2 separate regions of the Mus musculus genome follow, and region 1 is linked to region 2. Evidence: chromatin contacts called from public promoter capture Hi-C data. All regions are on one chromosome and are shown on one strand. Each heading gives the region's core, a stretch centred on a gene start, on an enhancer-like site or on the middle of the called end of the contact. The rest is flanking DNA. Distances are from core to core; before and after follow the strand shown. Region 1 overlaps Cmtm8 (CKLF-like MARVEL transmembrane domain containing 8). Region 2 holds the start of Cnot10 (CCR4-NOT transcription complex, subunit 10).

Evidence for each region. Promoter capture Hi-C pulls out the DNA fragments that hold promoters and counts their contacts.
Region 1: a promoter capture Hi-C map of the HPC-7 cell line shows a contact between it and region 2, with 2.9 times the contacts expected there. The contact joins the enhancer-like site here to the promoter of Cnot10 in region 2. A contact is called at or near these places in 3 of 39 promoter capture datasets (the C10 cell line, the HPC-7 cell line and stem cell-derived epiblast-like cells), 22 of 484 Hi-C or Micro-C datasets (B cells, CD4 T cells, CD8 T cells and 11 more), 3 of 115 datasets of contacts at active chromatin or transcription factors (bone marrow-derived macrophages, embryonic stem cells and microglia) and 2 of 9 other capture datasets (adipose tissue and liver).

Annotation. Positions count from the first base shown.
Region 1 is chr9:114,803,463-114,810,587 of GRCm38.p6, forward strand. The region is part of intron 1 of Cmtm8 (CKLF-like MARVEL transmembrane domain containing 8); the gene reads right to left. Among named protein-coding and RNA genes, the nearest start is that of Cmtm7, 25 kb to the left of the region's middle. Within about 2 kb of position 3,894, at least 11 of the 459 cell types and tissues checked have an H3K27ac peak or open chromatin away from gene starts, as enhancers often do. A contact at or near this core is called in the HPC-7 cell line, where this site is marked.
Region 2 is chr9:114,638,049-114,644,819 of GRCm38.p6, forward strand. Cnot10 (CCR4-NOT transcription complex, subunit 10) reads right to left here and starts at 2,152. Exons shown (of 20, transcript NM_153585.5): 1 at 1,871-2,152. The coding sequence starts at 1,892.

The DNA.
Region 1 (7,125 bases), core at 2,644-5,143, 170 kb after region 2:
GCATACATCATGAGGTCTTGTCTCCAAAAGAGAAAAAAAGAAAAGGAGAGAAAAAAAAAGTCAAGTTCAGAAATACATAGGGGAGAAGACAGTTCACAGGGATATAAAAAAATATGCTTCAAACCCCTTTTAACCCGGGCAGCCTCTGACTTCCGGCTCATGCCTGTTGTGAGACAATGCGCTCACCAGGAGGTCTGTGATGCGTTGGATGAAAAGCTCTGTAACCCAGTGCAGAAACCGCCTTGTTCATTTAGATACCTACTGTGTTTGCCTTGTTAACTTTTTTCCTTTTTTTTTAAAGTCCCCTCCTCTATTCTAGAAACAGGGGAGGTGGTTTTTGACTGAAGAACAGAGGATTGGGGTGGATTTCAAAGCCAGCCAATAACAATGCATCTATTATTCATCTTTGAAATTTCCAAGGCACTCTTTGGTCTGCTTCTCAATTTAAACCTGCCTATAATGACCCACCAGGGTGGTCACAGATCAGCGTCCCTGTGAATGTTGAGAGAAGACCCTGCTGCCAAATGAGCTAAGCACATAGACAGTTGTGCAATCCCCCGACGTGCCACTTTGGTGTACGGATTATTCTAAGTTTAAAGAACACCCCTGAAGAGTAGCCGACGCAAGAAAGAACGCCTCAACACTGTCTTTTCTTCCCGAAAACAGGATGGAGAAGCCCTTTATGGGAGATTCCCTCCCTGAGTTGCAAGGACAGTCACATTTTTATGGCCAGAGGAGGAGCGTTGAGGCCTAGAGTTTGCACAAGTGAAACTTGTTAAAAGATTTCTTCTCGGGATGGAGAGATAGCTTGGTGATTAAGAGCACTGGCTGCTCTTCCAGAGGTCCTGAGTTCAATTCCCAGCAACACATGATGGCTCACAACCATCTGTAATGGGATCTGATGCCCTCTTTTGGTGTGTCTGAAGACAAGGACAGTGTACTCACGTACATACAATAAATAACCTTTAAAAAGAGAGAGAGAGATTTCTTCTACTCATTAAATATTTCCATCCTCTAACTATTAAAAAAGATTTGCTTATTTATTTAGTGTGTATGTGTGTGTACATATGTCTCCAGGTGTGTGTATGCACATGTCTGTGGAGATCAGAAGACAGCTTATGGGAGTCGATTTTCTTCTATCTCATGGGAATGGGACTCAGGTTCTCGGAGTGGAAGGAGGAACCCAACCAACCCAGTTGTCCTCGGACCTTCGCTTGTGTGCCTCCACACCATAAATAAACAAAAAATAAGTGTAATTAAAATAAAAAAGCACACCTGTGATGGCCCAAGGTCCCATCAAGCCCCACCTCCTTACATTGCTTCCCACCCAAGCCACTGTGGGACCAAGCCTCCAGCATACAGGTAAAGGGACACACAAGCCACCTATAGCAGCACTGAAGCCAGTACATTCTTCCTCAGACAGGACCCACAGGACACAGGACAGACTGTGTCATGAGCTCTCCCCTGCCTCTGAGGGTTGACATTAGCTCATGCGCAAAGCAGTGTAGCAGGCAGCAGGTCAAGCTTCCCTTCATGTCAAGTGGGACTTGGTGACATGATAGGGACTCTCCACCAGGGAGGGAACACTGCTTCTTAGCAGAACATGCCTCTGGGCTCACCTCCTTCCCGAACACGAGGCTGTAAGGAGTCATTTCCACCAATGGACTCAACCCCCAAGTGTACCTGCAGTCATCATTTACATACGCAGTGTACGCATGCGCAACACATGCACTCTCTGTGTGTTGTGCGTCCGCATTTCCTCCCCACGCAGTCTTCCCGCCATGTGGGAAGGCTTCTCTATTCACACAAGCTGCCATGTGACCCTCTTCCAGGTCCTGAGGTTGTTTGAACAGTGCCTCTTGTTTCCCTGGGAACTATGCTGATCCAGCTGTTTCAGCAGCATGAAATAACCCCGACCCGAGTGTTATTTTTAATCTCCGCTTGTTGAGTCATGTCAATAGAAGGACCCGTCATGAGCTAATACCAGCACCGTTTGTGGAGAGCGAAGCAATCACCCACATGGGAAAAATCCAGGAAGGGAAAACCCTTGGCACTGAACCAAGAAGTACACCAACGCTTCACATGTCAAACAAGGGGTGGAGTGGGGCGGATGGTATCTGCCGCAGAACAGCTGTCATCCCAAATGAGGGACTGGAAGCAGATCGCAGCGTCAGGGATGGTCGCTCCCAAGTGCTTGGATTAAAGGCATGCGCCACCATGCCCGGCGTCAAATAAAGTCCTTTTAATAGTTTTTTTTTTTCTACCAAGTGTGGTGGGAGGCAGAGGCAAGTGGATTTCTGAGTTCAAGGCCAGCCTGGTCCACAGAGTGAGTTCCAGGACAGCCAGGGCTACACAGAGAAACCCTGTCTCGAAAAAAACAAAAATAAAAAACGATTTATTTATTTTATGTATATGAGTACATTACAGCTGTCTTCAGACACACCAGAAGAGGCTGTCAGATCCCATCACAGATGTTTGTGAGCCACTGTGTGCTTGCTGGGAATTGAACTCAGGACCTCTGGAAGAGCAGTCAGTGTTGTTAACCGCTGAGCCATCTCTCCAACTCTTTAGTAGTCTTTATGATCTCTCTGTGCTGTGTGATCTGAAGAATGGACTGTGTGGTAGATGGGTTTTTGTGTTTGAATGACTGAACTGATTGTGTATATAGCAAGTAAAAATAAAAGAATAAATATTGATACATAGATGGATGGACAGACAGGAAGGTAACATCACCAAATCAGGGGCTTACGAATATCCATCAGAAATGGACTGACCAAACACCTTTAAGACAGCCAGCTGGGGGCTGGAGAGATGGCTCAGCATTCCCATGTTGGCTCACAACCATCAATAACTCTGACACTTCTTTCTGACCTCGAGGACCCATGCACATACATGGTGCGTGGACATATACTAGATACAAACACATTAAGATAAAAATACTTTTTAAAAAGTCAACTGGGGTACCTGTTAGAAGCCTGGGCAGAGCAGAGGGTCTCTCCGGGGAGGGTTCAGGTAATAGAACAAAGAGCAGCAGAGAGCTGATGCCATCAATTCAGAGGCTTACAATATCCAGCAGAAACCCGCTGGGAGAGTTGAGGCTTGGGCTGGAGTTCTGGACTGAGCCTCCTCTCTGTAGCTGACCTTCCCTGGCTGACCTGAACAGCTTCTATTTCCTATCCTAGAATCAGGCACTTTGATGTCATGGGATAAACATAGTAACTTTGGTTGCAAATGGCTCCCCTTTCTCCCGTTCCCAAGTGTGTAATGATTTTACTCCCAGGCTGCTTTGCTGTTCTTCTTTCCCTGTTACAGAGTCGGGAGAAGGGCAACTCCAGACCTCGGCGGACACTTTAAAGACAAACATGCTTGAGTCTAAAACTGGGTGGTGGGGCAACAGCACTTCCCTGGGCCAGCTTTTCAGTAATTTCAAACAACACACGACAATGAACCAATACAATATAATAACAATATTTCATATTAACAGAACCATGCAATGTGTGACACGCATTAATACTGGCTCATCTGTGTGCACACCAAATGCAGAGGCCAGTTGGGGGTCTTCCTCCACCACTCTCCAACCTCTTCCTTTGAGTCAAGGTCTCTCTCTGAATCTAACCATTTAGCTTGGTTGCTGGAGAGCAAGCTTCCAGAATCTACCCCCACCTCTACCCCTTTTCCTGTCTCATAGGGTAGAGGCTTTTCTGGTGCGCCCTCCCCTATGAGCCCTACTAGGAATTGGCTCTCCAGGTTAATTTTTACTGGTCATAACCCTCCTGTGCTTTTTATGCTAAGCGTCCCGGTGTCCGCTGACAACCAACCAAGAGCTGTTTTGACAGCTCCGACAGGCCCCTTCACAGCAGCACTAGATGGCAAAAGAAGCTAATTCATTGCTTGCTTTTTTTTCTTCCCCTTTAAAACCTCATTAGCCTTTTAAATAGAACATGGAACTGGGAAGCTAGAGATAAAATCATTAGCTACAAATTCACGGGACTAAGTCACCTGACTCTCAGCTAACAGACTCGGGCTTTAGGGTTAGCAAGATGGAGGAGGTGGGGACATTTCAAAGTTCAAGGGGGAAAGCAGAGCGCCATCCTCTGAGGAAGTGGGAGGAACGAGGAGAAGGTTGGCTGAGTAGTGGGAGGTTGTCGGGCTTAGGGGCAGGTGGCTTTTCCTGCTGAGCCATCTCACCACGCTGGTAGGGAGACCCTTGCTAAGAACATGGAAAGCTTTCTCATTTCCTTCCAACTGCTTCGGAGCATTCCTGATCAGCCATTGTCTCTCTCCTGGTTTCTGTCAGTGATCCATCTTATCTCCAGCTACTGCAAACAGCCCTGCCAAACACCACCATGCCTGGCTATGTCCCCTCGTAAGTGACAAGTATTTTATGTTCCTGGTTGATGTGAGCAGTTACCTCGAAACTTAAAGTCTGGAGGAGATAGTTCCTCTGGTAAAGTGCTTATCATGCAAGACTGATGAACTCAGTTCGAATCCCCCAAGCTTGTGTCAAAGGTGGGAGGTCAAGGTCGTGTGGGAGGTCAAGACCAGGGTCTTCCGAAGCTCACAGGCCAGCTGGGTTGGTACACCGAGTGATGAGCATGACCTTGTAATGGATACAGACAGGCAAGGACTGACTTGAGGTTGTCCCCAGCACCCACAAGTGTCATGGAGTACACGTATGCACATGCACATGCATGCACGCACGATTTATTTTGGATTACCCGACACCACACATGACTGCTTTTATTTCTTTTAGACAGAATCTCACTATGTAGCCTCAGACTCTCAGCGATCCTCTTGCCTCGGCCTTCTGAGAAAGCATCCCGTTAAGTCTTCTCTGCTCCCATTCGGGTCTGGTTCCTGCAAGCCTATGACCACCTTCCAAGTTCTGAGAAAGCAGCTGTCACCTGTCTTTTGCAATTTCCCAGAGGATATCAGGTTATGTCAAGGAAAGCTGAGGTGCTTAAAATAGATCTCATTCTCACATGAACACATTTTAAAAAGTGAGACCTATGTGATGTGTGCATGTGTGCCAGCCCCCATGGTCGTGCATGACGTAGTATTCCACGCTTGTCTCACTTGCTAATGACGACCGTGAGCTCTGATTCTCTCCCCCTCCCTTCCTGGTGCTAGGATTACAGATGTGCACCTCCACATCTGGCTTGTACAAGGCTGGGTAATCGAATCTAGGACTTCACGCACGCGAAGCAAGCATTCTACCAGTGGGGCTATATCCTCGGTCCCATAAAAGCCACTGTTAACTTGCAGGCTGTATAAAAACATACATGTGGGCTTGTCTGCTATGCTCTCCATAGTGAGCCCGAGTAGCCTATGGACCAGTCCTGACTTAGCATGTGTACTCTCCAGCCTGGTTCTTCTGACTCATCACAGCATCTGACACCTGGTGGTACGGTTTGAGGCTCAGTCATTTACATTGCTCTGTGCCTGTTCATTGAATGCTGCTACTGTTAGCTTATCGGCTTGCTCATAGATAAGCCCCACTGTTTACATTTCTTTATCATAATCTTGATTGTTAAGAGTCAACAAGGTCTGGCTGGGTCTGGTAGTGCTGGCCTGCAACCCCGGTTACTCAGGAGGTTGAAATGGGGGAATCACACGTTTGGGGCTTATCTGGGCCGCAAAGTAAATTCAAGGTCAGCTTGAGTGAGTTAATGAGAAAGATTCTGTCTCAAATTAGAAAGTAAAACAAAGTGGCTGGAGAGATGGCTCAGTAGTTAAGAGCACTGGCTGCTCTTCTAGAGGACCCGGATTAGATTCCTAGCATCCACCCTGAGGTCCATAACCGTCTGTAACTCCATTTCAGGGGCTCCGATGCCCTCCTCTGACTTCTGAGAGCATCAGGCATGCATGTGGTGCACATACAGACACGTACACAAGCAAAACGTACAGATTTTTAAAAAGGGGGTAAACAGGAAAACAGTTGGTAGGACGCTTGCCTAGCATGCATGGAGCCCTGGCTCAATTCCCCAGCACATCCACAATGAGACGTAACCCAAAACGGAAGCCCAAAGACCCTTCCTTCAGGATTCACTTTCTGTCAGGATATTTTATCATAGCCAGATGTTTCATGGGGCAAAGCCACAGGACCCAGCTGATCACTTTGCCTCAGTCCCGCAATGTCTACCAGGTCTGACTTCTTTTGGGGGTCAGAAAGAGGACCAACATTTTCTTTTCTGAGTCTCATGTATCTCTAGCTGGTCTGAATCTCAATGTGTAGCCAAAGATGATCTTTAAATTTAGATCCTCCTGCCTCCACTTCCAAGGTGCTGGGATTGAATTACAGGGACACCCCCTACACACACACCTCTGCCCTGCTGGGGATCTAACCCACAGCTTTGTGTATACTACACAATCACTCTACCAAATGAGCTATAACCCAGTCCCCAAAATAACTTTTTAAGACGTAATTAATTAATTAATTAATTATATAGTGTTTTGCCTGCATGTGTACCTGCAGGCCAGAAGAGGGCACCAAATCTCACTATAGATGGTTATGAACCACCATGTGGTTGCTGGGAATTGAACTCAGGACCTCTGGAAGAACAGCTGGCACGCTTAACCTCTGAGCCATCTCTCCAACCCCTCCAAATTCTTTATTTGAAAGAATGGTTCAGTAGTTAAAAGTGGGTGTTGCTTAAGTAGAGGATCTGAGTTTGGTTCCCAGCACCTACTTTGGACTGTTTACAATGTCTCTAACATCAGTTTCAAGAGAGCCAACATTTTCTTTTGTTTGTTTGTTTTTTGTTTTTCGAGACAGGGTTTCTCTGTATAGCCCTGGCTGTCCTGGAACTCACTCTGTAGACCAGGTATGCACCAGCACACCCGGCTGAGATCCAACATCTCTCTCCCCTGGGTACCACATCCACATGGCACACAGCATGCATGCAGCCACTCACACATACATATACAATAAAAATCTTTAAAACAAAACAAAATATTGAGGTGCACACCTTTAGCAGTCAGATCTGTATGTGTTTCAGGCCGGCCAAAGCTACATAGTGAAACACTGTTTCAGAAAGATAGATATAGATATAGATGATACACAAACACACACACACACACACACACACACACAGATATAGAGAGCCAAAATAAAAACCTGTGCTA
Region 2 (6,771 bases), core at 902-3,401:
AAAAGAAAAGTGTAAGAGAGCAACTACGAGGACCCAACAGCCAGAACCATGCCACTTAACCCAGCAGAGGTCCAGAGTGCAGGTCCTCAGAGGCAGGCTGTCTTACACTCACTTCATCATCTGAAGGATGCCTGCACAGTGTCTTTGTGAAGGAAGGAAGCAAGCAGTGAAGGAACGCCACGTGACTGAGGTGCAACTCAAGCCGGGCAGTCCTGGATCTGGTGAGACGCTTCCCGGGAAATGATTCCAGAAGCAGCACTGTTTTGATTAACAAGGACAGTCCCGGTCCCGTCTAGACCCGGGCAGGCAATTGGCACCCTTCTTGCATCCCACACCAACAGGATCACCCCTTCACTTTATTCAGATCTGTGCTCAATACTATCCCAGCAGGAGCTGGATCAGCAGGGGCTCGGTGGGTAAAGATACTTGCGCCCTGATGATTGGATTTGATCCTTGAAAGCCAAGACATGCAAATCACCTTGGTGCTCAGTGATTAAAAGCACACACTGCTCTTCAGAGGGCCTGAGTTTGATTCCCAGCACCCACAACTACCTGTAACTCCAGCTCTGCGTGACCCAACTCCTCGGACAGCATCTTCAGGCATTTGTCCTCACGTGCATACACCCAAAGTTAAAAATAACTTTAAAAAAGGAATCACCTCACAATAGATTTTCTCTGATCACCTAGCTAAAATTCTATGGCAGTGGGTATAATGGCACACAACTTTAATTTAGCACTCAGGAGGCTTTATGTCTAGTGAGTTTGAGAATAGCCTGGTCTATATAGCGAGCTCCAGGACAGCCAAGGCTACATACATAGTGAGACCCTGCCTCAATCAATCAATCAATCAATCAACCAATCAATTCCGCCCCACTCTCTAAACATTACTTTCTTCAAAGAAATATAGCAGACTTTCCAGGTAATAAATGGGCTCTCATAATTCCCTAATGGGAAAAATTCCTGATGGAGTACCACAGAAAACCACAGAAATTAAGAACTTTATCTTGGGACTGGAGAGATAACTCAGCGGTTAAGAGCACTGACTACACTTCCGTAGGTCCTGAGTTCAAAATCCCAGCAACCACATGGTGGCTCACAACCATCCTTAATGAGATCTGATGCCCTCTTCTGGGGTGTCTGAAAAACAGCTACAGTGTACATACATATAATGAATAAATAAATAAATAACTTAAAAAAAAAAAGAACTTAATCTTGGGGCTGGAAAGGTGATGGCTCAGCGGTTAACAGCACTCGCTGCTCTTGCCGAGGACCAAGACTGGGTTCCCAGCACCCACAAGTGGTGGCCCACAACTGTGTAACTCCAGCTCCAGTAGACGCAATGTCCTCTTCTAGTCTCGGCAGGCACCTGCACTCACACACATAATTAAGACTTTTAAAAAGGAATCTCGAGGAGCTCGGGAAAAATCAGATGAGGAACAAGGTAAGTGAGAGCAGGCAGGAGACACAGTGAAACGTCACGCCTCTTTAGACAGTTTTCAGAATGACTCCACTGGACACGCTGACCAGAGGGAACTTTTTCAGTGGCTGAGCCTGGGGGGGCCTTACGGCAACCGTGCGTGCTCGGATAGACTTTCCCTTAAAGCGTCTGGACAGCGGCGTGACAAATTCAAGCTTCCTGCGCCAGAATTAACTTGGAGAGCAAGGCAAATGCAGTGCAATCAAGATGGGGTGCAGTAGAATCAAGATGTGTCACAGCAGAAAATCCACTGGACTCACAGTAGAGACAGCTGAGAAGAGTGAAGGGCACAAGTACCCAAGCGAAGTCAAGTGGCCCTCGGGTCCCCCACGCGGGCCCTGCCGTCCCCGCGCGCAGTGTGTCAGCCCCTGGGTCGCGGCGCGGGCGCCTCACCTGCAGGCTTGTCTGCAGCCATCTTCCCGCCTCGGCTCGAGTTCCTCCCTGTAGGTGGCGTGGCCCCGACTCCCGCCGCCGGGCTGGTGGTGAGTCCTACCGGCGGGGGACAACTCTTCAGCTCAAGCCCGCTCCAGTCGCCTCGGCTAAGGTCCTGGGCGGGCCACGGGCTGAGGAAGTGACGAAGTTACTGCTCGTCGTCTAGCAACAGCGCCAACACATCCGCCGGTGCAGGGCTGTTTTCCCCGCCATCCACAGCTTCCGTCCCGTAGCGGCCAAGGGAGACGCTACTTCCGGGGCGGGGCCAGCTGGGCGTGGGAATTAGGGCTGGCCTCGGCCCCGGAAGCGCGTCCTTCTGCAAACCCGGAAGTACACTAGTGTAGGTCCTGAGTGAAACACAGAAGGGGAAGGACTTTTTGTTCCGCATTTCAGCAAAATGGCAGGCACCACACCTGAGGTTTATGTGCTAAGCTCTGAGTCTCATAGGGGCTGTTTTTCCATAACAATGAGGATGAGAGAAGTGTTGTTAGAGGAGGCCACCTCCCCCAGAAAAAAGGCTTTTTTTTTTTTCAAAGTTTCAGAGCTGTTTTGTTATTTGTAGCCAAGTTGAAAAAGCCATTCAGACTGCATTATGCATGCGGTTTCTCTGATTGCGAGTCATGCAACCATTAACTTACTATGGTAGGTCGGTCTAAGACAAAAGCTTGATGCATCACGATTACTAAGCACAATGATTTAGATTCAAGTTCAAATCCTCTGCAAAAACAATACCCACTCTTCAACTACCCAGCTCCCAACTATCTCATCTCTAGCCCATATCGTGACAAATTTTTGTTTGTTTGTTTGTTTAATTTTTTGAGACAGAATCTCACTATGTATCCCTATCTGGCAGTCTTTGTGGCAAAGGCTTTAACCCTGAACTGGTTCTGGTTTTGCTCAATGACCATAGCCTTGGGTTCCAGAAGCACCTACTCCATTCTTCCTTTCCCTTCTAGAGAACAAACAGCATTTATAATAACAGAGGTTCATTTCACGGAGAGAAACAGACATTAAAAGCATTTGTGTTAGACTTTTTGCTTCTGTGATAAATACCCTAGAGGAGAATTTAAATGAGGAAGGATGGATTTTTTGCCTCGTGTATCAGAGTTTTCAGTCCCAGGTCACTTGGTTCCATTGTTTTTGGACCATTAGTGAAGCAGTGCATTGTGCCAGGGCACAAGTGACAGAGTAAAGTTGTTGCCTTCCTGGTGCTAGAAGCAGAGGAAGCTGGGAGAAGAAATAGTCTCCAAGGGCACATGCAACTGAGATACTTAGCCCCACTGGGCCGCACCTCCTTAATTTCCATTACTTCCTAATGATGCACCAAATTACGAATCTGCAAGTGGATGAATCCAAGGATAGCTCCAAACTGTTGGAATCCTATTATCACTCTCAAGGACTGGGGGCCGGGCCTCCTATATGCAGGCTTTTGAGGGAGAGGAACTTCATATATAAATGACAACAGCACTGAATTGTAAAGTGACCCAAATGGTGCTTTGATGGGAGCATAGTTAAGTATGTAAATAAATAAATCACATGGAGCTATTTATTTGGTTTACATTTTTCTATTTTCTGTGTAGCTTACCTTAGAGATCTGCCTGTTTCTGCCTCCCGAGTGTTGGATTAAAGGCTGCACCATCACACCAGGTACTCCTCATAAGACTTTGAAATTTTTATTTTTATTTTAAAAAATAAGCCAATTACCAGCAGAATAGATCAGAGGGTAAATGCCTGCCACTAAGCCTGATGACCTGAATTTGATTTGCAGAAGTTAAATGGTAGTAGGAAAGAAATGGCTTCCACAGGATTCAATAGATTTCAAAATCAGATTTCTATTCTAAGGCCAATCAGGGATATAAGCAAGATCAGACTCTGCCTGAAGAAAAAAGTCATGAAATATTTTATTAAAATATTTACAGTGGTTCCTGGTTTTAAAGCTAGTCCTTTGCTGGTGTAAATCTTGAGCAAAAAATTTAGAGGTCAGATGTACACATGCATAATATTCCAGCCTCAGCTGGTAGAGGCAGGAGAATTTTGAATTTGAGAGCAAACTAGACTGGAAACAAGATCTTATCTCAAGTTTAATTTAATTTTATTTATTTATTATTTTTTAAAGATTTATTTATTTATTATTTTTTAAAGATTTATTTATTTATTATATATTAAGTACGCTGTCGCTTTCTTCAGACACACCAGAAGAGGGCATCGGATCCCATTACAGATGGTTGTGAGCCACCATGTGGTTGCTGGGAATTGAACTGGGAAACTCTGAAAGAGCAGTCAGTGCTCTTACCCGCTGAGCCATCTCTCCAGTCCCAGTTATTGTTAATCTTACAGTTTAAAGACATTGCTATGGAAATCATTCTTGAGCATCTACAGAGCTAAGGGCCATTTGTTAAGATACAAACAATGGAGAGGATTTTAGCTGTATGACAACATCATCATTAAAATTTTATTGTAGGGATGGCAAGATGCCTCCGAGGGTAAGAGCACTGACTGCTCTTCCGAAGGTCCTGAGTTCAAATCCCAGCAACCACATGGTCGCTCAAAACCATCTGTAATGAGATCTGATGCCTCTTTCTGGTGTGTCTGAAGACAGCTACAGTGTACTTATATATAATAAATAAATAAAACTTTAAAAATAAATTTAAGGCTGGGTGTGGTGGTGCACGCCTTTAATCTCAGCACTCCGGAGGCAGAGGCAGGCGGATTTCTGAGTTCAAGGCCAGCCTGGTCTACAAAGTGAGTTCCAGGACAGCCAGGGCTACACAGAGAAACCCTGTCTCGAAAAACCAATAAACAAACAAACAAACAAACATAAATGTAAAAAAGAGAGTGAGAGAGGGAGGGAGGGAAGGAGGAAGAGAAAGGGAAGGGGAGGGAAGGGAAGGAAAGGGAAGGGAAGGGAAGGGAAGGGAAGGGAAGGGAAGGGAAGGGAATGAAAGGAAAAAGAAAAAAACATATAAGGCTTGGGGAAATGGCTTATTTACCATCAAGCCTGATGACCCGAGTTGAGTCCCTGGCATCCACATTGTAGAAGGAGAGGACTCATGAAAATTGTTCTCTAACCTTCACAAGTGCAATGTGACATGGGTACATGTGGCATGTACATGTACATGCAATGTGGCATGTACACATGTTCTCTCTCTCTCTCTCTCTTTCTCTCTCTCTCTCTCTCTCTCAAAATCTATATATAAACTAGCAGAATGTTTGGTGTTATGTGTCTTTAATCCCAGTATTTGGAAAGTAGTGGTCCAGAGGATCAATATGACTTCCAGAAAAGCCTAGGTGAAGAGTGACACCCTGTCTCGGAAGACCCAAGGCGTCACACGCTTCTCATGACAGTACTTGGAAGGAAGGCAGAGAAGCCGGAGGACCAGACATCTAAAGACAACCATGGCTACATAGCCAGCTCAGGGCCAGCTTGGTAAGATATGTGAAACCCTGTGACAAACAACAGCAATGAAAACAAAAAGTCAAACAAGGGGGGGGGTGTATAGAGCAGGGACTGGATAGATGGCTGAGTGGCCACTGGTGCCTGCTTCTCTTTCAGAGAACGTGAGTCCAGTTCTCAGTACCCAGGTCAAGTAACTAGCTTGTAACTAGTTCCAGCAGATCCCATTTCATTTTCTGGCCTCCATGGGCACCTCTACTCACTGACATTATCACTTGTGCACAAAGAAAGAGAGAGAAAAGACAATCAAACAGGCTGCCTCCACTTTCCAAGTTCCGGCGCTACAGGCGTGCACCACTCTACCTGGTATATGTGGTGTTGGGATCGAATCCAGGCCTTCACGCACGTTGGGCAAGCATCCCACCAATAAAGCTATATCATCAGCCACAGTGTATTTAGCCTTGTAACTCATCTCTTTCACATACTGTGCAGGGATGTCAGTGAAGGATTCTGGTTGAAGAAAAGGCAGATGCAAGTGCCTTTTAGATGAATTAAACATGATTTTCCTCATCTAGTTAGTCATCTTTCCGGAACACCCTCCCTCTTGCTTTTCCCCAGTTTCCTTTGGAGAGTCCCAGTTTATGAAATAGCTGTCCATTCTCCATAGTGACCTTCTTCAAGTCTCTTATGTCTCTATGACTTCTGAGACTCTGCAAGTTAAAGGATGAGGGTAAGCAAAGATGTTAAATGTCCCTGAACTGTTGGTGTGAGCTGTGACTTTTCCTGAACCTTTCATGCCAAGAAGAGAGTGTTTATGGCCTCTACCATAGAGACCATTCATTGGCAACTATATTGACAAATGTCAATGCCTGGCTCCCAGAGAGGAAAAGCCAGGCTGGATAAATTACACCATTGGGTAAATCATGCAGATTCCCCGCCTACCCAAAGGAGACAGAAAGGAATGTGCAGTCAGAAACAACAAGAACAAAACAGACAAACCAAATGGATCACCAGTATTCTTTGGAAGGCAGAGAGATGCAAAGCTTCAGAACTGATAAAAATCCAGTTATGGGTATGTGAGCTTTGTGATGGGGGAGCGGTACTAGACTAATGTATTGGCTACTTCTCTTTCTGTGTCAAACAGCTGATAAAGAACTTGAGAGAGGAGGGGTGTAGTTTGTTGTAGTGGGAAGATCTTGGCTGCAGGTGTCTCCATAGCTTTAGTAGGAAGCTGCTGGCTTACATCTTTATGGATTGAGAAGCAAAGAGAAGGGAATTGGAGCGCTCAGCTGGAGTTCTACTTAAAAACCAAAACCAAAACCAAACCAAAACAAAACAGGGACTGGAGATATGGCTCAGCGGTTAAGAGCACCGACTGCTCTTCTGAAGGTCCTGAGTTCAAATCCCAGCAACCACATGGTGGCTCACAACCATCCATAACAAGATCTGACTCTCTCTTCTGGAGTGT